4 separate regions of the Mus musculus genome follow, and all the other regions are linked to region 4. Evidence: chromatin contacts called from public HiChIP or PLAC-seq and promoter capture Hi-C data. All regions are on one chromosome and are shown on one strand. The core of a region is the stretch at or near the end of the contact, and the rest is flanking DNA. Distances in the headings are between cores, read along the strand shown. Region 1 holds the start of C8g (complement component 8, gamma polypeptide). Region 2 holds the start of Edf1 (endothelial differentiation-related factor 1). Region 3 holds the start of Ajm1 (apical junction component 1). Region 4 overlaps Notch1 (notch 1).

Region 1 (3,157 bases), core at 454-2,953, 980 kb before region 4:
GATGGCCTTATCGCGGCACCTCTGCAGTAGATAAAAACCTTAGCAGGGGCAGGAAAGACCTTGACCACAGCCCTTCACTGCTCTGCCCTACTGACCACTCACCGTTCAGGATGTGTAATTGGTCCGCAGTCTCGCAGAAACCTAGGGGCCCAGGCAGTAGTAAGAGGGGGTCGGGCGTCACCCAGGAGGGTCACGGGCTGGGGACACTCACCATACTTGGGAAAGAAAAGAATCTGATCTTCTGTCAGGTTGGCTTCCCTGACTCGCCGCTCAAACACATCCAGGACAGAGTCATTCACTGGCAGTGAGCGGACTGTGGGGTAGGCAGAGTTCCAGTGCTTTCAACATGGCAGGGAACCCAGGACACACAGCCAGGTCAGCTGTGTGTCCCTGCCCCATCCAGTTCCCACCCCATCCCATGTGTAGCTGTTCATCAAGGGTGCCTACTGCCAAGAGTATGGGGATAGAAAAGGAATGAGAAGGGGTGTGTGTCCATCTGGGGACGCCCTGTCCATCAAGGTGGACCTGGAGGATGCAGAGCACAGGTCATGTGTGAAAAGCACAGGCCATGTATGATCACAGGACTAGTCCGCACCGTATAGTTTCACAGACAGCTTCCTTCCCTGTTCCAGGTACAGGATGGCAAAGCTCTGATAGTCAGTCTCAGCAACCACCATATGCACTGGTCCACGGGCCCGTGAGACTGCGGCAGAACCACAACAGCACATCAGTCCTTTCCCCTCTGCCTCCAGCCCAGAGCCCTCTCCCTTGATGCCCCTGCCTCACCTTGGAACAAGAAGCGGCCAGGGACCCCTGTGTTCTCAAAGAGTTGGCGTACCTGCCAACATATCCCATCTCTGGGGAGGGGAAGAAGGTATGTCATAAGAGGAGGCACCCAGACTCTAGGAACCCCAACCCAGGAGAGGCCATATGGGATAGCTATCTAGGCCACAGAAGAGCTAGAGATGAGGTTTAGAGTCAGGAGGGCAGAGTAAGATGGGCTCAGGGGCTGGGATGAAGTCCTGCTGGGACTCACAGCTTTCGGAAGGTGCTGACAGCCATAGCTGCACCCTGGGGAGCTGCGTGCAATGTGGTGGCCTCAGCTCGGTGTCCCTGCTCCTGAAGAAAGCGGCACGAAGAGCCCACAGCCACCAGGAGCCATGTCCCTGCAAACTGGAAGTTGACTATGAGTGCTCAGGACTGGGGAAATGGGGCACCCTGGACCAATCCCGCCAAGCTAGGCAGGTTCTTATTGCTCTTTTACCTACCCCCACTCACTCCCAGATTTTACCTTCTGAGCACTGAAATTGACCTGGGCCTGGATAGTGCTGATGGGGGAGGTAGACCCAATAGGCTTTCGAGTCCTTTGGCCCAGCGAACTGGCTGTCAAGAGCAGGGTGAAGAACAACACAGCCCCTGGAGACAGCATGGCCAACCTGCTACGGACAGTAGGTGACAGGACAGCGAGGTGGAGGGGTGCACTGTCCTAGGTCAGAGTCCACTGTCCAGTGCCACAGGAAGCACAGTCCAGGAAGTCCACATCTGTCTTCCGATTACTGAACCCCTAACCCAAGCCAGGGTCCATCCTAGAACCTAGCCTTGATAGGAGCTGGGCATTGTGTCCCAAGTGCAAAGTTAAGAGTTGACCTCTGCACCCCTATTTCCACTTGTGGTCAGTGCTCAACCCTATGCATGCAATAACTGTCTTTAACTCCACAACCAACAAGAACGTGCTCATAAAGTCACTTGTTCAAAGCCCAGCAGCAGAGAGAGCAGAGGCAGAGTCTCGAACCGGCCCAGCTGAGCCTGGCTCAATCCTCCGTCCTTTAGGGTAGCCAGGAGTGAGTACTGTTCTGTGAGTCAGAACGCTCGGAAAGTAAGAGTTTGCGCAGGCGCATAAGAAACGCTGGCTGCTAGTCGGAGCCTGAGGCGCAGGCGCAAGACGGGGAAGGGGGGGGGGGGGGAACGGTCCATCGATGCCTCGGGGCTCTCAGCGTCGAGCCTGGCGCCTCCATAAAGACGTGGAGGTGGAGACTAGAGCGGCGGCGGAAGCCGGGCGCAGCGCAGCGGGCAGAGGCACCGCGGTGAGTCCCGGCTTTGGCCCCGCCGTGCTCACTCACCTGTGTCATCTGCCCTGTCCCCAGTCACCAGCCTTGTGCCCCATTACTCCCAGTCCTGCATTCACCAGCCTTCTGCCACCTTCGGTGTCCCTTGTCCCCGATCGTGGCCTTCGTTTATTTTCTCGGGCCTGGTCCCGGTCATGGGCCTCGCTCTGCCTTGTCCTACTTTAACTGGCTTTTGTCACCTTCACGGGCTTTGTTCACTGTCACCATATTTTTTTCCTGCAATGTCTACACTTGTACAGCCTTTGGTGGCCTTATCTGGCCAGTGATGGCCTTGGCAGGTTGACGTCGTCCCAATCCACCCTCCGGTGTTCAGTGGGTGAATGAAGGAGCTGCTGCCCACTCTAGCTAAGCAGCAAAGCGTGGTCCCTGATGTCTCCTCTGACATTCAGAAACCCCAATCACTCTTAACCACCCTCCTGGCCAGGCTGTCTCCTGAGTCCAGAACGACATATGCCACTGGCTAGCAGGAACCCCTTCTCAGAAGAAAGTCAGCCTTGGCCTGAAGTCCTATAGCAGCAAGGTCAAAGACAGGGTGGGCTGCTAAACCTTGGACCTGCCAGTTTGAGCAGCCCAGACCTGTTTGCTTGTCTTGTGCTCACCTGCCTCCCTGTGCCCTGTAGCATTGGGGAAGGCATCAAAGGCCCCCACCTGGAAAGTGGGGCTGCCCCCCACTTCGCAGGTTCTACCTGGCCTAGTAGTACTCAGGGGCTTGCTGTCTGGTCCAGCAAGTCCTTTGGTGTCCTGGAGAATGTAAGGTGGTGCAACGTTACTGCCTGGGTCCTTCAAGAAGTGTTGGGTCTGTGGTGGGGCAGTGCTACTTGTACACACAAAGAGAGATGCACACATCCCTCCCCTCCCCCCGCACATGCTCAGTGCAGTGGAATTCTCCGGTGGGCAGTTGGTGGGGCTAGCTAGGACTGCCATGTCTGGAACCCCAGACTATCAGTCTCTCCCTGGGGTTGGCGATGAGGAGGCTTGGGTTCAGAGCCGCCACTGGTGGGTTTCAGGACCGTCTGGGCAGAATGTCACGA
Region 2 (2,778 bases), core at 190-2,689, 930 kb before region 4:
TCTTGTTTTAAGTGTATGGGCATTTTGCCTTTACATGTCTGTACACCAACTGTGTGCCTAGTGCCCTCAGAGGCCAGAAGAGGGAATCAATGCCGCTGGAGTTAGAGTTACATCCTGCTGTTCTCAGGTTCTCTGCAAGAGCAGCAAATGCTCTTAGCCACTATGCCTCTATAATCATTTTGTTTTCCTCCCCAAGCAGGGTTCCATGTAGTCCTGGAAGGTCTCAAACTTGCTTTGTAGCTAAAGATAACCTTGACCTTCTGATCCTCATATCTCCACCTGGCAAATACGGGTGTTGCAGAAGTAATTTACATTATTATTATTATTAATTTAATGTATATGAGTACACGGTAGCTGTCTTCAGACACATCAGAAGAAGGCATAGTATTCAAATACAGATGTCAAGAACCACTATGTGGTTGCTGGGACCTCAGGATCTCTGGAAGAGCAGTTCCTGGAGAGAGAGCATCTCTCCAGGCTCCTTTTTTTGGTGTGTGTGTATTTTTGTATTTATAGGGTGTTTTTGTTTGTTTTTTGAGACAGTTTCTCTATGTAGCCTTGGCTGTCCCGGAGCTCGTTTGGTAGACTAGGCTGACCTCGTACCCAAAGATTCTTCTGCCTCGGCCTTCCGAATGCTGGGATTAAAGACCACCACCTCGAGGCTGAGTTGCTTATTTTTAAAGTAATTTTGTTTCTATGTATTCCAAAGAAGCCATCAATGGTTCACATGTTTCTGGCCCCACAAAATTTGCCAGCTGCTGTTTCTCTCCCAGAGAGCACCTCCAAAGGAACTTCGAAGTACTGGTATAATGCCAAGCTACAAGCACAAGAGAACCTGGATTCTATCCTGGGATCTCCTAAGGCGTGGCCTGGAAGACAGGTGTATACCCACTGGTGTGGGGGACGCTGGCCCAGGTTCTCCAGAAGTAAGGTGGTGGAGACCGGCTGGGATCAGTAGGATCCCACTTGTACGGCACCTGTGCTAGCATGGCGTGTGTGTAGGTCTCCAGGGCCCCCTTCTCCGTGCCTCACTCCCCTCGCAGATACCTGTGTTCCCTCTCCGCCCCAGCTCTCTTCCGGGTCCCCACTCTTTTTACTAAGGTTCTTCTCTCTTCTGCACTTTTTTTCTCGGGATCCTCCACTCTCTTCTTCGGTCCTCCCGTCTGCTCTCCATGTCCTCTCCGCTCTTCTCTCCTTTAGGGTCCCTCACTCTCCGCTCCCTTCGATCCCCACACAATTCCCACCCCTGGCGCTCCGCCCTGCGCAGCCACAGGGACACGGGACTGGAACCGTGGCGGCGATCAGGCGTCGCCCTCCACGCGCCGCCCGCGGGCAGCCCCCGCGGGTCCCTAGACTAGCCGGGTGCGGATTGGCCGCAGAGCTCGGGAAGTGCGGGCTCCTGGAACCACCGACCAATGGGAACCAGGGGCGGGACCGAGGCGCTGGCGCCGGAAGCGGGGAGGCGACGAAGGGACGTCGCGTCGCCGCGCCGGGTCTCGAGCAGCTGCCAGAGCCGCCGGACGGATCGCTGCCCCCGCCGCGCCATGGCCGAGAGTGACTGGGACACCGTGACGGTGCTGCGCAAGAAGGGCCCCACGGCCGCACAGGCCAAGTCTAAGCAGGTGCTCAGCCAGCGGGGGGCGGCGGGAAGCTGCCGGGCCGCACGGCGCTCTGCGGTCGCTGGGCCGAGCCGGGGAATCCGGCAGTGGGTGGGGACCCGAACGGATCTTTCGAGGGTGGAGACCTTGGGGGACAACAGGTACTCCTTGGAGATGGAGTACGGGAAAAGACTGGGGTAGAGGGCAGCTGACCTGCGCGAGGCTGGGGCAAAGGTCGGAGCAGGGGGATGGGAATGTGGCCTGGGCTCTGGACTGGGACAGGCCTGGGTGAGGACCTGGATGGAGATGAAAACAGGATTGAGAACAGGTGCAAGTGTGGGTCAGAGAACCTGGCTGGTCACTAAATGTGGGGTGGGCAACGTGGGCATTAGGCGCAGGAAACTTGGGAACCAGGGTAGGGGCAGTCCTGCTGAAGGTTTTGCCCTTACCTGGTATCAGCCTGTGCTGGCATCACTGGTGGCTTCCTGCCCATGATGCCCACCCAGGCGATGTCAGCCTATAAAGAGGGCTGTGTGAGACATTGGTCTGATGTCCTCTCCATAGGTGAACTCTGTGTCCCTGAGCCCTGGATGCTGTGGTTCCCTAAGTGGTACTGACCAGAGCTGGAGTTATTTGCCATAGTTGAAGCCAAGTCCACAGTCCTCTTTTCAGGAGAACTTGGAATCATCCTTAAGTGTGTAGAAAGTCTGAGCATATTACACAGAGACGCTCACATGCCACTCCTCTGAAGCAGGATGTTAATACTCAGTTACTGTGGCCCAGGCATCATCGTTAGTGGTCCTACTTCCCAGGGAGACTACTGAGACTACTGTGGGGTGTGTCATTTCTCATTAGGAACCGTACTGGCCGAAGAAGCCAGGGCAGCATTCCACACCTTTCTGCTTTATAGCAGAGTTTGGAAGAAAACTAGCTCTGTTTCCAATAAAGAACCTGGTCGCCTGTACTGTGTGTGCGCATGCACGTGCTCTGATATTGATTTCTGGGTCTAGTGTATCTAGCACTAAGAAGGCTTGAATCAGCCTTCTGAGGGCTAGGATCACAGTCCTGTGCCACCATACCCAGCTCACACCTGTCTTAGTGTAAAAGTGAGTTGGTTCTTTTAGCAGTAGTTCAATGCATGTTATCTAGATATGTGTGTACAGTGTACCCCTGTTTCTTT
Region 3 (3,016 bases), core at 9-2,508, 900 kb before region 4:
CGTAGGCTCGAGTTGTCTCCCCGTAGTAGGAGCGGGAGGGGGGCTCCTGGATCGGGAAGGTGCGTACTTCGCCAGCATAGTAGCTGCCCCCACGCCTTGGACTGGGTCTAGGGGGTTCTTCGGACAAGTAGGGCCTGGAACAGTAGCCATCAAAGGGAAGGCCGGGGCTTGTGGTAAAGCTGCCTGCGTAGCCCTCTGGCTCCTCGGTGTAGAAGAATTGGGTGGGACCTGGAGGCGTTGTGAAGGGTTGACTGCGGTGCTCCAAGTAGTCCCGGGGCCCAGGCAGTGGCCCGTCACAGTACAGAGTTCTGGGGTCAGTACAGTACAAGTCACTGGGGGTAGGAGTGCGTGACAGGGCCACGTGGCGAGGGCCGGGAACTGTGAGGCCATGGAACTGTGGAGCTGTGCGAGCCCAGGACGTCGTCTCTCTAGGTGCGCAAGATCGCGAGCTTCGGGCGGCGTGCTGCAGCACTGCCTCGTCCGGCTTGATGTCCAAACGGCAGCGGACATGGGGGACAGGTCCAGAGGGTGGTTCCGGTGGTGCGCAGCGGCCTGGGGTGGCGCATAGAGGCGCGATGCGTCCGGGGCCTCCCCGCTGTGGCTGGAGCTTGATGGGGTGCAGCTCATTAGCGAGAGCTCTCAGCGCAGGATACGAGGGCTCCCGGCGCGGCGACCCCTCCACCCGCACTGCACGCTGGGCTTCCCGACCTCTGCGTTGCAGTACGGGCGGCGAAGCTGGAGCAGTCGCCAGGCCTTGGGACGCACGGGGCGCGCTCTTGGAACGGGTGCGGCGCCGAGGCTCGCTGTCTCTGGGTCGGGCGCGCGGTGGCGCAGGTTCAGGAGGTGGCGGCTCTGGGTGTGTCTCCATGGTGGGCTCGTCCAGTGCCTCTAAGAAGTCAAAACTACGGCAGTGGCGCTTGTTGAAAGGCGTGGGCGCAGCAGGCCGGGCCACGGATCGCTCACATGGCTGGCGTTTGGACGTGAGCCCTGGGTCCACCACCTTGATGTCCTGGTACACGGTCGACACCAGCAAGTCCGGCGGGTCCGTGCGGGTCATCTTAAAAGACGTCCCCAGGCTGGCAGCTCCAGTCACACGGCCTTTCGGGGATTTTGCCCTGGGAGGAGATACCGGTCAGGGCAGCCTCCTCTGCACCCCAAGCCCTTTACCCCACCCCACCCCACGTGCTGGTCCGGCTTACCTGGGGCATAGGGGATGGTGCAGCCTTGGCTGCAGGTCATGGTCAAGGCTTCTGGTGCTGCCTCCATGCCTATGTTAGATGTACCTGCAGGAGAAAGCTCACAGTCCATGCGACCTGTGGGGTAGATGGGCCAGGAGAATTTAGGCTACTGTGGACCTTCTTTGTAGAGGGAACTCCTGAGTTAAACCTGCCAGGCATTCTCTCCCCCTACTAGGGTCGGTTGGGCAGGCTTAGGTAGATCAAAGCGGGACGTGATCTCAGCACTACTGCCCTCTGGTGCCTACAGTTGGAACGATGCACTTTTAGATTTCCTTACAGGTAGACCCTCTGATAATGCAGAGTCCCAGGTGAGTCAATGAATGGTTCCTGCCTGCCGACTAGGCTGGGCAGAGAACTCTTCTCCTAGCACTCAAGTCCTTTTTAACTAAGCGTAAGTCCCCTCAACTCGATGAGGTCCTAGGCAGAGGAATGATCCCAGAGTTTTCTTGGGTCTCAAATCCCTCTTCCTTTTGCATAAATCTTGGACCCCAGTTGCTTGAATGAAACCCACCAAGCTTGCTGGAACAGAGAAGGCTACAGCAAGACTCTCCTGCTTTGCAGAATTGCACATGGACCCTTCCCCCACCCCCAGTGTGTGCTAAAGCCAGGTTTAGGCTACAGAACCACGTGGGGCCATGTGAGCCACGAGTTCATGGTGTCCTTCCTCTAAGCTGAAAACTACCACTAGTGTACCAAGCCAGGAGGCTGCTAGCTAGGAGGAGGCAGAGGAGAGGGCGGGAAAGCCCCTCCCCAGGACAGAGTCCTTCCCACTCTGGCTTTGGAAAGCTCCATGGAAACGTGTGGTTGTTCATCCCTGGAGCTATGGGCTGAAAACGATCTAGGCTAATGTTCAGATGTGGGCCACCAGTGTCTGTGGTCTCCAGGGCCTGGAGCTGGCTAGAGAAAGAGGGTTTAAGAAGGCGATCACACACACACACACACACACACACACACACACCCTCCCCCCATAATGCACCTACTCCCAGGACATCTGCTCCAGAGGAAGTTGAGAGTGTGTTGGGGCCTGGCAGGACTTGTAAGTGGATGGGCCTTTCGGGTCTCTAGTCCAGGTGTACAAGGGGCTGTTAGAGGGGTGCTCTTTGGAGTCAGAGCTACTAAGTACCAAGGCTTGTTCCAAACCCAGGTTCATGCCGACCCTATTAAGACCCCTTTCATTCTAAACTCAGTGCCAGGTCAGAGTTTGGGTGAGATGACAGGGTCTGAGGCTCCGCCCCAGGAAGGTGACAGTCGGCTTTGCTGGCTGCAGCTGTCAGGAGCAGTGCACTGTGACACACGCTCCCTTTGGGATGGGGTTGGGGCTTGCTCTTGTATCCTAGGTATTTTGAAGGCCCTTCCCAAATAGCAGTCCTGCTTTGGCCCGTCCTGGAGCAGCCATCAGCAAGAACCTAGTCTGCGTTGCTTGGGGGCGGGGACTCCTCATCCTTCCGTGCAGCCCCCTCCCGTGCCAACAGCTCCACATGCTGGGCAGTTTGGCTTGGCCTCTTACCTGGTGATTACTCCACGAGCCGAGCCCGAGTAGTCTGCATAGCCCAGGTCGGTCCCAGTGTGTACCTGGCCCCGCTATAAATATATATATATATATACATACACCCGGTACCAGCAGAAGCTTGGAGGCAGCAGCTGTGATCCTGGCCTGGCGGCTCAGTACTGCCCCTAGTGGCTACCAATAGAATAGCACTTAAAGGGGCCGCGTTATAAGGTAGGTGTATACTGGGACCACAGACGACCTAGCTCTCATTTTAGGCGGTGTAGAGTGA
Region 4 (2,853 bases), core at 342-2,841:
ATCCAGGCAGGCCCGCTCAGTCAGAACCTGTGATTTCCTCAGGGCACAGCCAGGGCAACCATCTCTCTTCTACAAGCCCATCTAGCCTGTGGCTGGGCCCCAAGGTGTGGCCTGCAGTGTGGCTTCCTGAGGGCCTGCTCAGCAGCTAGTTAGCTATTAATCTCCTCAACTCCTGCCGGGTCAATGATCAACCCAGAAAGGCGAGTCTGGCAACAGCCAAACTTGCAGCCGGTTACTAATTAACACCATCTCTGGGGATGCCTTTGAACCCCTCCTGCCCTTGGAGAACCCACCTGTCTGCCTCCTCCTCAAAGATGCCCCTCCACCCCACCATCTTGCACCACAGCAAGAAGCTGGAGGCTTGGAAAAGGCTTATCTGGGTGAGGGAGGAACCAACTTGGAGCCTAGTGCCCGCCCAGGGGTCAGCAAGACCAAATAGCTTGTCTCCCTGCCTGTGCAGAGATTTATTCTAGCACAGGGCACGCTTCCAAGAAGAAGCGAGCCTGGAGGGGCCCTGAGCAGGTGTAGAAGGATTTCACTGGGGGCGAGGAGAAGGGATCATAGGTCCTATGTGGAGCCTGGCCAAAGCCTTCTCTGCCTATACAGCCTCCTCCAGGGAAACCGGGCTTGTGAGAGAGTGAGAGGATGGATATACAGGAGCCAGAGTCGCTTTAATTCCCAGTCAGCTCTCAGGCTTAAGTTCTGTTCCCATCTTAGTTCTTTATGTCCACCCTAGTTCATACATTCTTCAGGAAACCTGGTAAATAGCTACCTGGGAGCCCAAATGGTGGGTATAACTGTGCCCAGACCGGACTCCCTTCAACAGCAATTTGGGTGGACAATTTTCACTTCTCCCTACTCTGAAACAGCATGTCTCCACACAGCACAGGGTAGTGTGTGTTCCGTCTTCAGGGATGACCCACCGGCTAAGGTAAAGGGACCCCACCCAGTCCTTGCTTCCCTCCTGCCCATCTTCCAGCACTCTGAGTTGACCCACCCCACCCTGCCTAAGGTGGATTGGTGGCAGCTCCATTCACAAGCTCCTTGAACAAGGCTTTCTCTCAGTCTGCATGACAGACCCAGTCTAGCCTCTCAACACAGGTTCTAACAGCTGAGGTCTTAGGTGGCCACCAAGACAGAGCTGAACTCAGCTCTGGGGCCCTCCTGAGCGTGAGGATCCTGTCCCAGCCCCCCCAGGGAGGCTGGGAAGCGTGTAGGCAGCTGTCGGCTACCTCCGAGCTTGCCCAATGACTTTCAGGAAATGTATAAGCCAGTGTCTGCACGCAGTCTTGAGGCTGGCTCTGCAAGCTTGGGGCAGAAGGGAACTTCCCTTTTTCAGTGTGTAGGGTGGCCCCGGGGTTGCAAGGGGAGTGGTCCGAGGTCACCCCCAGCAACCAAATCTATTCCTATTTCCTGAGCCCACTCCTCCTTCCTCTCAACGGCCTGGTATGTTGACCAACCCCACCCTTGCCAAAAGTGGGTTGGCGGCAGCTCCAAGCTGCCTTAGATCACCGAGTTACCATCGCTAGAGCAGCAACAGAAAGGACTAGGGCTGTGCCTGCAGGCCCCACCCCTGCAGAGACATTGAGCACAGTGGGAAGAACACTGCAGAGGAAGTAATGAAAAACGTGAGGCCCCTAAGGCCCTCAAGACCCTGTTATTCAATTACCATCCCCAGAGAAAGGGGAAACCCCAGGGACTGCCCATGACAGGGTGCTCCCGTAACATACAGAGAGTCACATGTGGATTCCAAACAGTTCATGAGCATCTGTAAAGGCAGGCTGGCTCCCTGCCCTAAGAGGCTCAGGGTATTGACATGGTGGGTATTAGTTGGCTATGGGTCAGGGGAGGCCCAGCATGAAGAAAATACCAAGGGAAGGCACTCTTATCAGCAGAAAGAAGGCTTGGAGGTTATGCACCAAACTAACTGGATCTCAGTAGATGGCCCAGACAGAAATAGACGTGTGTGGTGTCACTGAGAGTGTCCCCTCACTTCTGGTATCCCTATCCTGACCTGCTCTTATACCACACCTAAGGCTCCATGGCTGCTGCCCTTCTCTAAACTTCTTTTTGGGCTCCCTTCAAAGGGTATTAACTCTTTCTGCATCCCTCGGGCTTGACAGTGGAACACGCATGGACATGGACAACCAGGCTAGATGCCAGCATACTGAGATGGAACCTACCTGGCAAGCAGGCACACTCGTGGGTGGTGTCCCCTGTAGGACGGCAGGTGCCTCCATTCTGGCAGGGTGAGGGGCTGCAGGGCACATAGGGCAGTTCACAGTGGGGACCAGTATGGGTGGCACGGCAGGCACAGCGATAGGAGCCGATCTCATTGTGGCAGGTGCCTCCATGGCGGCACAGCCCAGGGTTCTGGCTGCACTCATTAACATCTTGCCTGCAGGTGGGGCCATGGAAGCCAGGCGGGCAGCGACAGATGTATGAAGACTCAAAGGGCAGGCACTGGCCACCATTGGCACAGGGGTTGGAGGCACAGGGGTCAGCCTGCTGACATGATTTTCCTGGGAGGCAGAGAAGAGGGTCAGCTGTTGCCAGGGCCTCCCTGTGAACCCAGGGCAGATTTGGACATCATGTAGGTACCAACCAGGGATAGATCTAAAGTGTTATCTTCATGATGCTCAGTATCTGTTGCAGAATGTGGCCATCTTTCTGCATACAGAGGACTGTAAGTCATAAGAGACTAAGTGACTGCTCAAGGACAGAAAGTAGGAATGGCAGTCTAAAATTTGTACCTAGCTGTCTCCTGGACCCCACATAGAGAAGCAATGGAAACCTGAGGCACCCTGACAAGGAGATGGTAAGACCCGGGCTACATGAGGACTCATTCTTTAC

Evidence for each region. Promoter capture Hi-C pulls out the DNA fragments that hold promoters and counts their contacts. HiChIP or PLAC-seq counts read pairs in DNA pulled down with a chosen protein or histone mark.
Region 1: a contact with region 4 is called in a FOXA1 HiChIP or PLAC-seq map of pancreatic cancer cells. The contact joins the promoter of C8g here to the enhancer-like site in region 4. A contact is called at or near these places in 4 of 39 promoter capture datasets (embryonic stem cells, liver and pre-B cells), 1 of 115 datasets of contacts at active chromatin or transcription factors (pancreatic cancer cells) and 2 of 9 other capture datasets (adipose tissue and liver).
Region 2: an H3K27ac HiChIP or PLAC-seq map of microglia shows a contact between it and region 4, with 6 times the contacts expected there. The contact joins the promoter of Edf1 here to the enhancer-like site in region 4. A contact is called at or near these places in 1 of 39 promoter capture datasets (pre-B cells), 3 of 115 datasets of contacts at active chromatin or transcription factors (microglia, pancreatic cancer cells and thymic regulatory T cells) and 1 of 9 other capture datasets (embryonic stem cells).
Region 3: a promoter capture Hi-C map of liver shows a contact between it and region 4, with 4 times the contacts expected there. The contact joins the promoter of Ajm1 here to the enhancer-like site in region 4. A contact is called at or near these places in 4 of 39 promoter capture datasets (liver, pre-B cells and second pharyngeal arch cranial neural crest), 1 of 115 datasets of contacts at active chromatin or transcription factors (pancreatic cancer cells) and 1 of 9 other capture datasets (liver).

What each region holds. Positions count from the first base shown.
Region 1 is chr2:25,498,803-25,501,959 of GRCm38.p6, forward strand. C8g (complement component 8, gamma polypeptide) reads right to left here and starts at 1,704. Exons shown (of 7, transcript NM_027062.2): 1 at 1,292-1,704; 2 at 1,037-1,173; 3 at 787-857; 4 at 596-703; 5 at 212-313; 6 at 103-141; 7 at 1-21. The coding sequence starts at 1,429. The coding sequence ends at 8. Fbxw5 (F-box and WD-40 domain protein 5) reads left to right here and starts at 1,948. Exons shown (of 9, transcript NM_013908.5): 1 at 1,948-2,084; 2 at 3,134-3,157. The coding sequence starts at 3,157.
Region 2 is chr2:25,556,408-25,559,185 of GRCm38.p6, forward strand. It overlaps Edf1 (endothelial differentiation-related factor 1), which reads left to right and starts at 1,440. Exons shown (of 5, transcript NM_021519.2): 1 at 1,440-1,622. The coding sequence starts at 1,545. It overlaps Gm35476 (a long non-coding RNA gene), which reads right to left and starts at 1,121. Exons shown (of 4, transcript XR_866044.3): 1 at 1,048-1,121.
Region 3 is chr2:25,578,841-25,581,856 of GRCm38.p6, forward strand. It overlaps Ajm1 (apical junction component 1), which reads right to left and starts at 1,259. Exons shown (of 1, transcript NM_001005424.2): 1 at 1-1,259. The coding sequence starts at 1,057.
Region 4 is chr2:26,482,085-26,484,937 of GRCm38.p6, forward strand. Notch1 (notch 1) reads right to left here. Exons shown (of 34, transcript NM_008714.3): 4 at 2,184-2,522. Among named protein-coding and RNA genes, the nearest start is that of Mir6996, 13 kb to the left of the region's middle. Within about 2 kb of position 1,592, at least 162 of the 459 cell types and tissues checked have an H3K27ac peak or open chromatin away from gene starts, as enhancers often do. A contact at or near this core is called in adipose tissue, liver, microglia and 3 more, where this site is marked.